2 separate regions of the Danio rerio genome follow, and region 1 is linked to region 2. A link is a contact called in public HiCAR-type data. All regions are on one chromosome and are shown on one strand. Each heading gives the region's core, a stretch centred on a gene start, on an enhancer-like site or on the middle of the called end of the contact. The rest is flanking DNA. Distances are from core to core; before and after follow the strand shown.

Region 1 (2,700 bases), core at 124-2,623, 250 kb after region 2:
CAGATGGTGTTAACCTGGCTCCCCACAGCTCTGCTCTTATTGAAGAATGTCTAGTATAAACCATCTGAGGTCTCTGTTCACACTGGTTGTTTCTCAGACTGTATTAATGCAGCACTGCCATGAAGAAGAGCAGAGCCGTATGGAAAAAAACACAAGTCGTCAGTGTTTGTGTTGATGCAGACAAGATAGATATAAGAGCTATTTTTGGTATATACAAACGGTGCCAGTAAATGCTTTTTAATCTGACTCAGGTCTCTCAGTTAACGACAAAAGCAGTAACAGAGAAAATGCATACGACACATATGTTTACTTATTTAATAATACTAGGTAGATAATTCTTGTAAAGAAACATTTGAGGTCATATTTTTGAGGTCATAAGTAAAACTAAATATTTTATGACAAATACACTTTTATTACTCTTCTAAATGTGCATAGATAAATGAAGACAAATAATGCATTACATGCATTTACATTTGCTTATTATTATTACTATTATTTTATTTTTTATTTTTTTTAACTAACTTAGATAATATTTTCACATCAATGTTCAGCATCGGGCCGACATTGGATTTTGCTAACTTTCTAACGCAACCTAAAAACAACAAAACATTAACGTCTAATGATGTTACATGACGTTGTGTGGACGTTATGTGACGTCTATGTTGGATTTTGGTTGCCATACCTGAGGGATAAATGTTAATATTTGACGCCAATATGGCGTTGGTTTAAGATGTTGGCTCGACGTTGGATTTTGGTCACTTTCCAACACAACCTAAAATAAACAAAATATCAACATTTCACGTCATTATTGGAGGTCAAAATAGCATTGTCCTTGAACGCTGGCGACCTAAATCTAACCTAATATTTACGTCTTATGATGCTGTGTGTCTGCTGGGTTGTGTTAGTTTAATTATTGGATTATTGTCGCTTTTTTGCAGGGGAAATGCTCACACCCATTTAAAGTAAAGACACACACACACACACACACACACACACAATAATTTCTGTGCTGTAAATTTACAATTGTATTTTTCCACATTACTGCAAAATGCTGACATATATGGATATTGATAATTGTTATGAATTCATTAATTTTCTTATCGGCTTAGTCCCTTTATTAATCTGCGGTTACCACAGCGGAATGAACGTTTTACGCAGTGGATGCCCTTCCAGCTGCAACCCATCACTGGGAAACACATTTACGTTCGAACCACTCGAACCCCCCTGTTATATTTATAAATTTGCTGATCATTTTGTCATTTAGTCACGTTTTATAAAGAGCAAACAAATCCTATTGACTCTGCTGCTCTCTAGTGGTCATAAGTCGCTACGCCAGAATGTTTTTCGTCTCTTTACGTCAGTAAACATTACTTGACGGTAAGTGTAGCAGCATGGCGACAGCAGCAGCAGGAAACAACGATGGAGCATCATGTGAAAGTGATAACATTAAAAATAGAGATCAAGATGATGAACCGACACCGAGCCAGAGTTCGTCTAACGAACACAGTACAGAACCGAAACCGGTGTGTCTCATAGTTCTGGGCATGGCAGGGTCAGGAAAAACTACTTTTGTGCAGGTAAGACTGACAGCGATACGATGGTGATAACAGATGTCTTAAATTATAATGATTTAACATTCACTTGACTAGATTACGATTCTGCCAATGTTATGTGTGATAATTGTGATGAGATAAACTGACAGTCGCCCAACTCCAATACTACGCATTAACTCGAGTCAGATTTTAACAAATTTCAAGTCATTTCTTTTTTTTTTCTCCAGAGGCTCACAGCTTACCTGCACTCCAAGAAAACTCCTCCATATGTCATCAATTTAGATCCTGCTGTTCACGAGGTCCCTTTTCCTGCCAACATCGGTAAGTCACATTAACGTTGCCCGTATTTCTATATAACTAAACGCTGCTGTTTGTTGATCCAGAGCAGGTGGCGCGAAAATCACTCACAGAGACCAACGATGACAGGATTAGTACATTGTTTACTTTTTTGTTTTGTTTTAAGAAACGCCAGACTAATTTGATAAAAGCTGTTGAATTATTGTCAACATGCATAATCACGTTGTTTTTGTGTGTGTTTAGCACTTTTAATAAAAACTAAATAATACACAAAATATTCTAGTGTGCACGTGTTTAATGTGACAAGACGTACGATATTTTAAAATAAAAAAATACTAGAACAATGTTTTGTATTTTGCTGAATTTTTACTATTTTTTACAAAATTGTGCCCAAATGTTTTAAAAGAATGGTCAAATCTAGAGAAATAAGCAGTTTTAGCTAGTGACATGGATCATATCCTGGGCTGCCTTCCACTCCACTTTTATGCCTTGTTTCCACTGAGTGTTATGATTCTGTACCCATCACCTTTTGGCCCATTTCCACTGAGTGGTGTAGTTCGGTTCTGTATGGGTCACCTTTTGGCCAGATTCCACTGAGTGTTATGGTTTGGTACAGTGCTTTTTTTGTTCATTTTCATTGGCTATTTCTCAATTTCAAGAACGCAGAGAACAGACTTGCGTTCTAGTGAAGACTGGTCTTGCCAGGTCACCTCAGAAGAACGAACTCAGGAGACCACGAGAACACGGAACATGTCCTGTAAGAAATGAGATGCTGTGTTCTTCCTGATGGTCTCATGACCTTCATGCATTTTTATTGGAAATTATTTAAACATTACAGCATTCAAACAAC
Region 2 (2,700 bases), core at 77-2,576:
CATTAAAATAGAATATCATATCATGTGTACATTCAATTTTTTAGTATTGCCAAAGCTTGTTGTGCCTTGATGAGAGATAAACATATATAGGGCCGGATTTAACCAATAGGCAAGGTAAGCAGCCATTTAGGGCATCAGGAAATCAGGGGCCCCCAATAAAACCAAGAAGTTTCTATAAATAATATGTAACTTAAAGTAGTTTTCTATCATATTTTCTATGGTGAGGGTCTAACAAATAAAAATATATAATTGTTACATCCATGCAAATCTGTCTCGCTCCCCCAATCATGAATCAGTCCAGCAATACAGTCAGGTAATGATTTTGTTTTACAAACAAAAAAGTTTATTATTTTAGTTTCAGTCATTTTTAGTCATTTTAAGAATCAATTAATTTGAAAATGTAGAGATTATATTAAGATTAAAATCTAGAAACAAGATTATAGACGGACGGACGGACGGACGGACGGACGGACCGACAGACAGACAGACAGACAGACAGACAGACAGACAGACAGACAGACAGACAGACAGACAGACAGACAGACAGACAGACAGATAGATAGATAGATAGATAGATAGATAGATAGATAGATAGATAGATAGATTTTGGGCCCCCCAAATCACCAAATCCGCCCCTGAACATACACATAAAATGTAAAAAGTATTTAAATAATATTTAATATTAAAGACTGGAAATAAAATTTTAAAACGTAGACTAGATTGTTCGTTTGTTGTCATTTAAATCAATTTCCTTTGACGTTACTGCTAATTGGTCAAAATGTTCTTAGAGTTGAATTTATGAAACTGCCTAACGTTAAATATACATAAATATGTCGACATATTTATACATTATACAAACACGGGTACTTAAACGTAAATATGTAAGTTTAGAAAGTCAACAGATACGTTAACGTTATGCTTACCGAAACTCTCGTCAACTATCAGCACGCAGGAAACTGCCTAAAATACAACAGTATTTGTATATTTATAAAAGATAACGATGAATGAACAAATAATCTGTATGCCCGTGGAATAAAATACGTTTGTAAACAACTACAGGCATTACAGCACAAAAAAATTAACGGTAAGAGCTCGCATCGACACTCGGTAAACTTCGGAAATTATCGTGTCTTTCGTTCCGTTCGTGCTGGTACTTTCGGACACACTCGGTAAAAGCCGTCACACTTCGTATCAGTGTTTACCTCACCCATTCACTCAGAAAGAAAAATCTTCGGAATAGTGTGACGTTATGACCTCTCCTCCCAGGTCCATAGTTCAGGATTTCTTTCTGCAGGGAGAATATGGGAGAGAAAAAGATACTCTGCATTGGTTTGGTGTGTCTGGATATTATAAATGTTGTGGATAAATACCCGGAAGAAGATACTGATACCAGGTAATAGGAAATTCGGAAACTATCCCACAGCTTGTACAATATTACTATATCAGTGCACGTTTTGCGTTAGCATTCCTAAAGCATAACCACCCATATAGACTTGATATACCCTGCAGTTAATGTTGCATCACCGGTGTCATAAAATAACGCAATTGTTGATCATGTTAGGTGCGTGTCTCAGAGATGGCAGAGAGGAGGAAACGCATCAAACACGTGCACTGTTTTGTCTCTTCTCGGGGCCCCTTGTGCATTTATGGGGTCTTTGGCTCCTGGACCAGTAGCTGAGTAAGTGGTTTCTACCTACTGTTGTACAACGACATATTCAGGGTAACTATTTACAATAAAGTTCCATTAGTTAATGTATTTTATAATATAAAAGTGCACTTTTTACAATATTTATTTATCTTTTTTTATGATTAATTAATGAAAATGCAATCGCTCATTAATAGTTGTTGATAATTCATAGCGCATTAGATTGAGGTAAAGTTGGTTTTATGGTTTTATATTTGCACATTCGTTCATTTTATTGGTTCTTAAATTTTGTAGCACACTACTTTGAATATTTACATGCAAATATCACTTCAAAACAACATTAGCACTATTTAATTGACTGTAAACAATGTTGCACTTTGATAGTCATTCATTCATTTTCTTTCGGCTTAGTCCCTGTATTCATCAGGGGCCGGAAAGAACTGTCAACTTATCCAGCATATATTTTACGCAGCGGATGCCCTTCCAGCCGCAGCCCAACACTGGGAAACACCCATACACTCTTGCATTCACACTTATACACTATGGCCAAATTAGCTTATTCAATTCACCTATAGTGTATGTCTTTGGACTTGTGGGGGAAACTGGAGCACCCAGAGAAAACCCACGCCAACACAGGGAAAACATGCAAACTCCACACAGAAATGCCAACTGACCCAGTAGAGGCTCAAACCAGTGACTTTCTTGCTGTTAGGCGATTGTGGTTGTGACTGCGTCACCTTGATGATGACTACTTTGATAGTGATTGGCTGCTAATATGATATCCCTATTTAGAATTGGCAAATTATGCTTTTCTGAAATGATATTTGTGGACATATACATTTTTATCATCTTAATTCCAAATGAACAATAATCTATGTATAACTGAAAAGTTATATCCTTTGTTTTTTAATTAATTCATTTCATTAACATCCCAGCTAGGAGGGACATTTAACCTTTGTCTTTCTGACTACAATCTGAGCCAAAGTGATGCATATGCTTTAAACAACTCTGTCTTTGTCTTCGGGTGTTGCTTTTATGCTACAGAAACCTTTTGT

The links. HiCAR-type assays count read pairs that join an accessible place to other places.
Region 1: a HiCAR-type map of caudal fin shows a contact between it and region 2, with 10 times the contacts expected there. The contact joins the promoter of gpn1 here to the promoter of ankef1b in region 2. A contact is called at or near these places in 6 of 18 Hi-C or Micro-C datasets (caudal fin, embryo, fibroblasts and 2 more) and 2 of 4 datasets of contacts at active chromatin or transcription factors (caudal fin and embryo).

Annotation. Positions count from the first base shown.
Region 1 is chr17:13,860,792-13,863,491 of GRCz12tu, forward strand. It overlaps gpn1 (GPN-loop GTPase 1), which reads left to right and starts at 1,374. Exons shown (of 14, transcript NM_001003633.1): 1 at 1,374-1,577; 2 at 1,781-1,874. The coding sequence starts at 1,545. LOC141378526 (a long non-coding RNA gene) reads right to left here and starts at 772. Exons shown (of 5, transcript XR_012393249.1): 1 at 683-772; 2 at 2-114.
Region 2 is chr17:13,609,499-13,612,198 of GRCz12tu, forward strand. ankef1b (ankyrin repeat and EF-hand domain containing 1b) reads right to left here and starts at 1,327. Exons shown (of 9, transcript XM_068214535.1): 1 at 1,208-1,327. The coding sequence starts at 1,327. It overlaps khk (ketohexokinase), which reads left to right and starts at 1,030. Exons shown (of 8, transcript NM_001002636.1): 1 at 1,030-1,393; 2 at 1,562-1,678. The coding sequence starts at 1,302.